Linked DNA regions of Mus musculus: region 1 is linked to region 2. Evidence: chromatin contacts called from public HiChIP or PLAC-seq data. All regions are on one chromosome and are shown on one strand. Each heading gives the region's core, a stretch centred on a gene start, on an enhancer-like site or on the middle of the called end of the contact. The rest is flanking DNA. Distances are from core to core; before and after follow the strand shown. Region 1 overlaps Sorbs2 (sorbin and SH3 domain containing 2). Region 2 overlaps Sorbs2 (sorbin and SH3 domain containing 2).

Region 1 (5,822 bases), core at 1,081-3,580, 190 kb before region 2:
ATTTAGTGGCTTCTACAATTAAACAAAACAGTGATTGTTTAATAGACCTTGACTTTTTTTTTTCCAGATATTTAGTGTTTCAAATTCAACGAGGGGCATGTGTAGAAATTCAAAGGTTGAGCTAATATTTCAGTTTGAGCGATATGATGGTTAATCTTGCTAGAATTTATAATCACCATGGAAACAAACTTCTGGGCATATCTTTGCAGGAAATTTTAGACGGAGATAGAGATTGGTAGACCTGCCCTGAATGCGCATGGTTCCATTCCGTGGGAAGGAGTCCTACACTACATAAAAATGGGTCCTGCACTAAACAGAAAGATGAGCTGAGCACAAGCAGTCATCGTTGCCAGCCTTCTGACTTCATATTCAGTATGGCCAGTTACCTCTTCAAGTTCCTGCAGCCATGGCTTCCACATCATGATAGGGTATGCTTTCAAATTGTGAGAAAAACAAACAAACAAACACAAAACAAAACAAAACAAAACAAAACAAAGCAAGAAAAAAACCCTCTTCCTTCCTTAAACTGATTATTTTTCCAGGTACTTCATCTCATCAGCAAGACAAGTAACATATATATGTGTATGTATATGTGTATATGTATGTGTATATATATATGTATGTATACATATATATGTATGTATACACCATATCACCTCAGTGAGTTCTGAGTCAAAGCACCACAAATGTAGAGCAGGGAGACGAAGCATCTTGCTGTTCATCCACCTTCTCTCCCATTTTTACCCCTCAGCGTATTTTCTCATTACTTCTGCCCCACTGCTCTCTTTTCTGTATTCTGATCAATGGAAATTCTCAACATATGTTGGGGTTTAGGCAATCACACTAGTCAGTAGATTTTTATTTTTAAAGGGCAGTTGAGCTAAACTGTAGCTGTTTGATCATTCATAAATCACTATCCTCAGAATGTCAGGCTTGGAATAACAGCTGCCTATTTACATACATATTTGTGCATGTCAAATAGGCACATGACCCAGATCTTTGGTCCACCTGCTATCACTCTGTAAAAAGCATCACCATTGCTGAATCTAGTGGCCCAGGCTTGAAATATCAGTACTCAGGAGGCAGGGCAGGAATGTTACAAGTTCAAGTCTAGCCTGGGCTCTGGAGTGAGTTTCAGATCATCCTGGGGCCTCGATGAGATCTATCTAAAAAGGAGGAGGGAGGAGGAGGAGGAGGAGGAGGAGGAGGAGGAGGAGGAGGAGGAGGGTGGTACTGGAGATGCAGGAATATAGTTCAATGGTAGAGCACTTTCTAGAATGTACTGCCAAAAATTTTACTGCTTTCCAGCCTCAAAAAGCATTGACATCATATTTGACTCATAATTGCTATTACCATGTTCATTTGTGGTCAAATCTTATAATGTTGTGTATATCTAGAACTCACAACTATGCAAATTTAACTTCTCTGTGAGCATCTTCTAGCTTGCCTTGACTGTTTTAGTGCCTCACGACTGGTTTCCCTTCCTCTGCTTGTACCTGCATGTGTTGTATTCTGATTCTGGAATATTCTGAGAGAGGTGGCTGTAACATGATAGAGAATAATCATTTTGTTCAAAGGACTCCAACTCATGGTCCCATCTCCCATCCTCTAGGCCCATGGCTACCACTCTTGCTCCCTGCCCAGTCTGTTCTAGGATCTGGAATACTTCACTGTTGCTTGCACATACCAAGCCCACTACTATCCCAGCGTTTTCCTCTCGGCCCAGAGTACTTCCATCTATCACCAGCTTTGTCCTTTAGTCGCCCGGCTTAATGCTCAGATGCTACCTGCCTTAGTTACTTTTCTATTCCTGTCATAAAACACCGTGGCCAAGGCAAGCTATAGAAGGAAGAGGTTATTTGGGCATAACGGTTCCAGAGGAATAAAAAATCCATTATAACGGGACATATGGTAGCAAGTTGAGAGCTCACATCTTTAAACCACAAGCACCAGGCAGAGCTAGCACATTGGAAGTAGACAAAGCTTTAAGCTCTCAAAGTTCACTCCCATGGACATTCTCCCTCCAAAGAGGCTGCACCTCTTAAACCTCCATAAATAGTGTCAGTAATTGGGGACCAAGTGTCCAAATAATCAAGACTATGGGGGACATTTATGTACATATCACCCTACCAGAGAGACCATTCCTGGCCACCCCATATAAATAGCCAATTTCTTTATTTCCACTATTCTTTGGGAGTTTTCCTGCAGAGCACTCTTCCTGCCTTGAGGGCTTACATGTTTGTTTATGATCTCATTTTCATCGACACAGCAGGGGCCTCCATCAGGAGAAGGTGATTCAGAGGCAGGAAACACAGTCATAGGGTGGAACCCACGGGGAGGAAAAGCCCTTGTTCTGGTATGGCTCCACACTGGGCAGTCGTGGGGAAAGAATGAGTACGGTGAAGTGCTGAAGTCAAGGTTTCTTTTCCGTTTAGGAAGTTCAAGGAGATAGTCATTTTTAGCACCAGGGCAACTCTGGAAATATTACTGTGGTAGAGATGTGAGCCAGACAGTCTCAAAGAGAGTAGAACGAGTCTGTGCTCCATGATGTAACAAAAACAGTCAACATTGGCTGAGCACAGTGATGCAAGCCCATAATCCCGAGAACTTGGGAGGTGGAGGTCGGGAGAACAGAAATCCAAGGTCATCTTGATTATATAGTAAATTCAAGCATAGTTTGGGCTGTAAGAATTCCTGTCTCAAAGAAATGACAGTCATTGTGGCCCCATGTGTCATTAAAGTAGCAGCCTATGAATTAATTTTGCCACATGTTGATAGTGAACACCACTTTTTACCTTTTTTGTTTGTTTGTTTACATTTGTGAAATCAGACATTAATTGATCTACTTTTGGATTCTGACCAAGGGTATGAATTCAGTTAACATCAGAACAACTCTGTGCACCCCGAAACTACCACTTCCCATTGGGACCTTCATTTTGAATTCTGTAAGTGAAATATTAGTGACTATCACTGATCTTGAAGTGTAACGAGAAATTAGTTTTCTCAATTATAACAACTGTCATCCATTAATTGGGATAAGTTAATTGGCTACGTGCATGGGGTTAGAGCTTAACATCTAATCTTTTGGGGTTTTGTTAAAAGTACAAGTGATGAGATAGTCTCTTATTAAGCTAACACATTTGCATTTTAACAGACTTTTAATTTTTTTTCAAAAGGAATGCTTCTAACCATGCACAAGGTCAGCAGGTTGGATGCCATGATATTTTTGAGCAGTGTCTTGCAAAAACAAAACTTCAACCTGTGTCACCAGCCTCTCACTGCACCCAATGATTCCAATATTTGATGCATATCAAGGTCATACTTGAACTTCAGGATTACATTAAGCCAGCACCCAGCAGAATCACAGCAGTCTGTAAAATGTTAATACACTTCTGTCTGTATGTTAACTGCTTCAGGCTTTTTTCTCCTCATTTAGTCTCCTAAAATCTTCACAAAAACATGTTTTATGATAACAACAAAAAAGCAATGAATCTTGCAACCTGAATTCCTCAAACAGTGATTTTAGCGTTTATCTTATGGCATCTTTCTAACATTTGATTCTATGAAAAGATAAGGAACTGTATTGTGAGACTACAGATTAAAGGGCTTATAAATCATCTTGTTAAAGGTAAATAAATCATAATGGAATGTCTTATGATAGGCTTTAAGGCTTATAAAAAGTTTTCTCGTCAATGTATGTTAACATTTGCAAATAAAAGAATTTACTTAATCATAGTTAGTTTTAGAAATAGTTGGTTCTATAATTTGCCTAAACTGAGAGAGTTGATGTTAAGACTAACATCATTAGTATTTATTCTCTTACAATACTATAAGGTAGGATTATTCAAACAGAAAAGGAAGATCTTGAGGAAACTTTATCTCAGCATTAAATTTGTCTCCTGCAATCTGCAGCGTTTCCCTCCACAAACTACTCCTGAATTCTAAGGAAAGCATAACAAATTGGGGAAGGGCTTACAATAAGGCCCTGCCAAGCAAGGGGCAAAGGCGGCATCACCATTATGGGTAATGGTGTCTGATTGGATTAGAGGCATGTTCAATAGGAGGAAATTTAATTCCTGGTATGGTTATCCTTATTGATACCCCTTGGCTAAAGTCATAGGCCCTTGGGCTATTGATAATTTGCTAAATGGTCATGCTGTCAAATTGCTTCCCAGATATTCATGTTTGTATGTATAGACCTAGGCTGCTTTTAACCTTGGTCTGGGAATTTATTTTTTTCTTGAGCAGCAGTCACTGGAAAGATATGTAGCAAATCAAAGAGCTACAGATAGGAGACTGAGTGTTCAGCCCTAAACAATAATATCTATATTAATTCTGTTACCACCAAGCCTTAGGGAATATCATAGATAACAGGAAGATTGTAAGAACCAGAGAACAGTGAGGAGTTCTGTGATGTACAATCTTTACATATTACAGTCATAGACTCACAGAAGCTATAGTTGTTTGTGCAAGACCTGCACAGAATCAAGCTATTCAAGCCTTACCCTCTATCGAGGAGCTATTGTCAGTAACTGTGGGGGAATCGCCTATTGGTTTATTTTTATGCGATTATTTTGCCTACTTGTATGTATTGTATCATGTGCTAGTCTGGTATTATCAGAGGTCAGATGAGGAAAGCAGATCCCCTGGAACTGCAGTTATAGATGGCTGTGATCTACCATCTGGATGCTGGGAATTGAACCTGGGTCCTCTGCAAGAATAAGGACTTTTAGCCAAAGAGGCGTCTCTAAAGCGCTGGAGAAACATTCTCTATGGTGTATATGGCAAATGGTAGACTTTACATACTCCAGGGAATGGCTCCACACCCATACATGAGTAGTACCAACTTGACTTAGTCTTGATTTAGTAGGTTATATATTTTTTAAAAAAGACATGAAGTTGTAAGGGTATTGGGGCACTCAAAAGGGAAAATGAGGGGTAGATATAATTATGTGTTATCATATACATATATAAATATCTCAAAAATGAAACATCTTAAAATAATAAAATTGTTTTATCTTAAAGAAATACATCAACTATAGCCTACAGGAATTGAGGACAAAGAAAAATGTTATTGACAGTTTAAAATCAGGATAAACACTAATAAAATTGACTGCTTCTATAGACTCTAACTTATCAGAATAACAAGGTACTCCATTACACTTTAGAAATACCTTGAGAGGGGAACAAAATACTCCCAAGAGGAAAAATAGAGACAAAGTGTAGAGCAGAGACTGAAGGAAAGGCCATCCAGAGACTGCCCCACCTGGGGATCCATCCCATATACAGTGACCAAACCTGGACGCTATTGCGGGTGCCAGGAAGTGCTTGCTCACGAGAGGCTCTGCCAGATCCTGACAAATACAGAAGTGGATGCTTGCAGCCAACCATTGGACAAGCACGGGGTCCCCAATGGAGTAGTTGGAGAAGGGACTGAAGAAGGTGAGGGGGTTTGCAACCCTGTGGGGGAGCAACAGTGTCAACTGGCCAGATCCCCTAGAGCTCCTGGGAAATGGACCACCAGCCAAAGAGTACACATGGAGGGACCCACGGCTCCTGATGCATATGTGGCAGAGGATGGCCCTGTCAGACATCAGTGGGAGGAGGGGCCCTTGGTCCTGTTGGGGTTTGATGCCCCAGTATAGGGGAATGCCAGGGTGGGGAGGCAAGAGTGGGTGGGTGGGTGGGGGAGGATCCTCATAGAAGCAGGGGGAGAGGGGATGGAATAGGGGATTTCCAGAGGGGAGACCTGGAGAGGGGATAACATTTGAAGTGTATATGTGCTGCCGAAGCGAGCACATACATTTGAAGTGTAAATAAAG
Region 2 (6,128 bases), core at 345-2,844:
CCTGTCTTAAAATATATATATATTTTTTTTTTCCAAAGTCTGAGACTCAAGTGGTACCGGGGTAAATTCAGGTCAGGGACAGCAGACAATCTTTGAATGATCAAGAGTCTATGTTTATAACAATTAAGAGAAAGTACAACAGTGAGATGACCATGTCCACCAATTCCTGAGTGTACCTCAGTTTGGAATATCCTTGAAGTGTTAGCAAACCAACTCCTAATACTTAGTAAACCAATAATTGGGAGAAAGGCATCTCAAGGTTTTAAAGAAAGGAATTGCTTAAAAGCAGCCAGAAACCAAACATAGAGGAGAAAGGGAATGAGAAGGAGTTTAAGGAACAGCAACAGATAAAGAGGAAAACGAGGGTTAACTAATGAGGACTTGGAGAAATCTCAGAGACATCTGCAGATACAGAAAGAGGTGTCATCTTAGAATGACACACACATTGCTTTCAGTGTCATCCTGACAGTTGCCAATAATTAGGAGTGGCTCATTCTACTATCTTCATTATTCTGGGTATGGAAGATGATATTGTATGCCTTGGCCAGTGGACTACTGTCTCCATTTAAAAAAACACAAGTAAAAAATTCAGATACATTCAAATATTAAGTCAGGTAAAAATAGATCTATCTCAAATGAACACATCCTGCTGAACCAAGCCAACTGTGTGGCCTTCCTTCCCCAGACAGTGTCAAGTTTTTATTGCAAAATGTGAAGAGAACAGAGTCACCTGAATGTGATGTCACTGCAAGCCTCTGAGGCCAACCTCTGTCAACAGCTCAAGTAAGGCCCAGTTCCAAACTAGATGAGGCCAACTCCATATCTGCTTATCCTGTCCTACCATGGTTTGTTCTGACAGACCATACCTTATCCTAAAAGCTAATAAAAATATTCTCTAGATTTCTGTCACCCACTAGAAATACAACTATCCATGCCACTTTGTCAATTAACCTACTATGTTCATTGTTTAGCAATTGTGGAGAAAAAAAAAACAAATAGAATTCATTGAAATCTTCTGGTTCAAAATATATCTAAAATGTCTCCATCTGCTAAAAGGTAGTTTTGTATCTCTACAACATGAATAACATGTTTGGTTCTCAGGCAGTCAAAGCAATCATGGGCACTTGGGGCTTTCAGAGAAACTAAGCTGATTCAATATCACTGGGTAGGCTAATGACCAGTTTCCTGGGAGAAGATCAGAATGGCTTACACCAGCCATGACTTCAAAGGCAGAGCAAACTGAGGAGTAATTGTATTTTCATGTGTTGATGAAAACACCATCTACCTAGTGATCTTATGTCTGCTTGAATATTACAGGATTTGCATAGTATTATTGTAGAATTATCAAGTGTGGTGTTTACCATAGCCTATTGAAGTAGGGCAGTGTTTAAATGATCTTAGGGAGTCTAACAGTTTGTATGCACATATGTGTGTTTGCTTAATAAAGAACACAAACTGAGTGACTTATACAATGGAAATGATCTCATAGCTCTGGAAGCCAGAAGGTTAGGGACAAGGCTATGGAAGGGTGGTTTCCTTCTGTGGTTATGGGGACAGATTTGTTCTCTGCCTCTCCCGGTTTGTCACACATGCTTGGCATTCTTTGGCTTGAAGCACATTACCTTATTCTCTGTCTTTGTCTTTACACGGTGTTCTTCCCATGTATGTCTATGTCAAAATTCTCTTTGTTTATAAGGACATCACTTGCCCTGGCCTAAGAGTCTACCCTATTTCACTATGACCTCATCTTACCAGCCTATTTCCAAAAACAGATCACATCCTGAGATACTGAAAGTTAGAATTTCAAAATATATCTCTGAAGGTAATGGACACAATTTAACCATTGCAGTGGTACTTTGGTGAAAACAGGTCATATAAAATTAGAATCCTTACTGAAAAGATAATAAAGCTTAGCCTCATGCACGCATTGACTTTATACTGGCTTTTGGCTCTCACTATCTCTGGATTGGTGGATTACATACTTCCCAGAGATTCTAGTTTTATTCTAAATCAAAAGTCTTTTCTTCAAAGTAGTTTCCTCTATAGAAAAACAAAACAAAACAAGACCAAAAAACCCAAAACCAATCTCTTGGAAAGATGCATCATCAACCCTTTCCAGGTAGGTTAACTGCGGTCACCCCCTCTATTCAAGTGACAGAGCTGACTTCTCTTTTAGATTTTGTATCTTTTTTCTCCTGACCTCTTTAGCTACTACATATAGCTACTATATATAGCTACTGTAGCACTCAGAACTGTCTGCCTGAGAACATATATGAAAAGCCATCTTGAGGAGTAGACCTCAGTGTAAACCCTTGTAAGCCCTTATGGACAGAAACACACACAGACACTTTTCTAGCCACTCAGGGACTCCTATTGGTAGAGGCAACCAAAATTACTCTTTAAGAATAGAGAAGATCCAATTTCCCTTAACTTAGAAAATTTACTATTTTTCTGAACTTCATGTGTGATTTCACATAGAAAAAAATATTTGAGAGAGAAATCAAAAAAGTTGTGAACATTCATCTCAGGCCAAACACTCAAACTGTGGTCCCTTTTCCCTAAAGACTGTTGATATAGTCCTCCATGTGTATCCTAGACTCCTCTATCCACAAGGCCGTTGATCTTGACTTTTCCAGACAGTTTGTAATAGAATCAAGCAACTTTTGAGTTATTTGTATTTGGCAGTGCCTATTATGTATCAAATAGTTTCTGTCTCTCTGGGTCAAAGCCAATAATTATAGATGTCAAAATAGACTGATAACTGAAACCAGTGAGGAATGTATCAGTTGCCCAGTGGGTGGTTGAATAAAACCTAAGCCAAATTAAATAATGGAGAGGCGTGTGTGTTATAAAGCCACAAGGATTTAATCCATAGCAGCTATTATTTCCACATGCTTCTGTTCTACTAAGGTCAAGTGTTTCTGCAGCAAATGCAGAATTTCCAACTTATTATTTCCTGTTTAAATACTGCTTATCTAATAATTCAGAACTACAGACTAATGTATGAAAGCTAACACCTTAAAACAGAGATTTCTTGAATTTTGTACCAGTTTGCTCTGCCCCACTATGCTTATTGACATATGGGTTCCAACATGCTCAAAATAATATCAAGCACATAAATCATTCCCATTGTGTATTAGCACTATTCTAACTGTGTGGATGATGTCAGGTCAGATCAGCAGGACAAGCCCCAACAGCGAAGGATACCACTTCATTGCTGTGTAGCCATTGTGAATACCCAAGCTGACTCCTTAGACATATAAACTTTAACTTGGGGAATTTATGAGGTCACCCCCCCCCCCCACCTTCGCCATCATCATTGAGAAACAAACCAGTTAAGAATCTAGTGAGGTAAGCAGTTTTTGAGATGTTGTATAGTACATGAGCAAAATTTATTTTGCTCTCCTAAAGGTCAAACGAAGTTATAACTGGAAATCAAAACAAATCACCATTGGAGAACATGAAAGGTAAGCTTGTATAGTTTTTGATTGGAAGCATTCCCTGTTACAGGATGGCTATGAAGTGACCCTTGTAGGGTTCAGGTGTAGAGGGCTTGGGCTTCAGCAAACAGATCTAATCATTGGGGCATGCTTGAAACACGAAGATGTGATTATAATTAATCACAGTGATAGGTTAACCTATCAATAGAGTCTTGAATTGGTGGCATTATGGGTAACTGATAGAAAATTTGAGAGGTAAGGGCTTTGTTCAAAAAGGTTGGCAACTAGGGATTCACCACTGGGAGCCATAACATTTAGCTTCTCTCCCCCTCTCAGCATCATGGCTGACATGATGAAGTTAGTAACCTCAATCATATGCTTCTACTGTTATGATATATCAACTGACCCCAAGTCCAAAGCAATGGAACCAGCAGGCCATGAACTCAGACTTCAGTGATCACCTCCAGGAATAGAGTTTCTCATTTCCAAAGGACAAGAATGAAGAGAATGATGTTAAAATGTATGTTTAGGTCTGTCCTGATTCAAAATATATCCCAGAAGCATTGAGAAGGACTATCCATCTGTGATGAAGCTCTGCCACTGGATCCCGACTTAATAGCTCTATTAGGGATGTCCAATTAAACCATGAAACATGGGCCACCATTTCACTTACATAGGAAACAAAGAGATAGGGAAATGGAAAGAAGATGTGAGGAGTGCGCTGTACTCATGGAAGAGTAAGAGAGAAAGGGCTGGTCAGGCAGCACTGGCCTGCAGAGCAGATACTAAAATCTGGTTCCCTAATTGGCTCTCAGTTTGGTCAACAAAGAAGGCAGAAGCTAATTGCTGGGAAGGTGGGACGTCCAGGTCCCCGGAGGAAGAAAAGGGACATCGGGAAACAGGTCTTTCAGCCAGGCTTTGGAATAGGAGAAAGAGGAACACTCCTCCATTGCTGGTGGGATTGCAAGCTGCTGGTACAACCACTCTAGAAATCAGTCTGGTGGTTCCTCAGAAAATTGTACATAGTAATTACCTGAGGATCCAGCTATGCCACTCCTGGGCATATACCCAGAAGATGCTCCAACATATAGTAAGGACACATGCTCCATTATGTTCATAGCAGCCATATTTATAATAGCCAGAAGCTAGAAACAACCCAAATGTCCCTCAATAGAGGAATGGATATAGAAAACGTGGTACATTTACATGATGGAATACTACTCAGCTATTAAAAACAATGACTTCATGGAATTTGCAGGCAAGTGGATGGAACTAGAAAATATCATCTTGAGTGAGGTAACCCAATCATAAAAGAACACACACATATGGTATGCACTCACTGATAAGTGGGTATTAGCCCAAAAGCTTGGAATATCCAAGATACAATTCTCAGACCATATGAAACCTGAGAAGAAGGTCACACCAAAGTGCGGATGCTTCAGTGCTTCTTAGAAGGGAAAACAAAATACCCACAGGAGGAAATATGGAGACAATGTGTGGAGCAGAGACTGAAGGAAAAGCCATCCAGAAACTGCCCCACCTGGGGAATCCATCCCATATACAGTTACCAAACCCGGGCACTATTGTGGATGCTGGGAAGTGCTTGATGACAGGAGCCTGAAATAGCTGTCTCCTGAGAGTCTCTGCCAGAGCCTGACAAATATAGAGGCTGATGCTTGAAACCTACCATTGGATTGAGTACTGGATCCCCAGTGAAGGAGTTAGAGAAGGAACTGAAGGAGCTGAGGAGGTTTGCAGACCCGTGGAAGGAGCAACAGTGTCAACTGGCCAGATCCCTGGAACTCCTGGGGACATGACCACCAACCAAAGAGCACACATGGAGGAACCCATGGCTCTGGCCACATATGTGGCAGAGGATGGCCTTGTTGGACATCAGTGGGAGAAGAGGCTCTTGGGCCTGAGGGGGTTCCATGCCTCAGGGTAGGGGAATGCCAGGGCGGGAAGGCAGGAGTGGGTGGGTGAACACCCTCATAGAGACAGGGGGAGGGGGAGGGGATTAGAGGTTCCCGGAGGGGAGACCTGGAAAGAGGATAACATTTGAAATGAAGAAAATATCCAATAAAAGGAAAAGAAAAAAAGATCTTGGCTGGCTGGAAATGTCCCTGCCCCCTCACCACCAGTAGGTGGTTGAAGTAGGCTAGCTGGGCTGCTAGGTTAGGGCAGGAGATTCTTCAGCCAGTATTTATGTGATCTGGCAAGTTTGAAATTAATAAAGCTGGCTAATGTTTTCCTTCCATGGACCTAAGGTGGGCAGGAGAAAGAAAGCAGCCAGGGTGGTGGCTTGGCAAAGCTAGCTGGAGCTAGCCAGGAAAAATGGGTAAATTGGAAGTGAGGCTGGGGCAGCTGATCCGATCTCGGTGCTAAGTTGGAAACCCAGTCTGAGGTCCTGGACGAAGGAGCCAGTATGTTTTCAAAATGACACACAACAGGTCTTGGTAGTGTTGGTCTACTCCGTCACGTAATCTTTTCTTTACAGGGCAACTGGAAGATTAGTCATGCCTTCTGAGCTGGCCCATAGCCTCTTCAGTTCTCAGTGTCATTTTTTTCTAGAGAATGTACTCACCACAGTACTCCTGTTCAGATACTCTCAATGCCTGCCACATCATAGGTGCTAGAAATGGCTAACATGTCATAGCTGAGTCCTGAAAACCTAGGAATTTTGCCATT

What was found. HiChIP or PLAC-seq counts read pairs in DNA pulled down with a chosen protein or histone mark.
Region 1: a FOXA1 HiChIP or PLAC-seq map of pancreatic cancer cells shows a contact between it and region 2. The contact joins two enhancer-like sites. A contact is called at or near these places in 6 of 39 promoter capture datasets (the 3T3-L1 cell line, 3T3-L1-derived adipocytes, cranial neural crest and 2 more), 3 of 484 Hi-C or Micro-C datasets (the C2C12 cell line, embryonic fibroblasts and muscle stem cells) and 4 of 115 datasets of contacts at active chromatin or transcription factors (embryonic basal ganglia, embryonic forebrain, extraembryonic endoderm stem cells and 1 more).

What each region holds. Positions count from the first base shown.
Region 1 is chr8:45,716,594-45,722,415 of GRCm38.p6, reverse strand. The region is part of intron 2 of Sorbs2 (sorbin and SH3 domain containing 2); the gene reads right to left. Among named protein-coding and RNA genes, the nearest start is that of Gm30635, 41 kb to the right of the region's middle. Within about 2 kb of position 2,330, at least 49 of the 459 cell types and tissues checked have an H3K27ac peak or open chromatin away from gene starts, as enhancers often do. A contact at or near this core is called in the C2C12 cell line, embryonic fibroblasts and pancreatic cancer cells, where this site is marked.
Region 2 is chr8:45,524,512-45,530,639 of GRCm38.p6, reverse strand. All of the region lies in intron 1 of Sorbs2 (sorbin and SH3 domain containing 2), which reads right to left. Among named protein-coding and RNA genes, the nearest start is that of Sorbs2, 20 kb to the right of the region's middle. Within about 2 kb of position 1,594, at least 31 of the 459 cell types and tissues checked have an H3K27ac peak or open chromatin away from gene starts, as enhancers often do. A contact at or near this core is called in the C2C12 cell line, embryonic fibroblasts and pancreatic cancer cells, where this site is marked.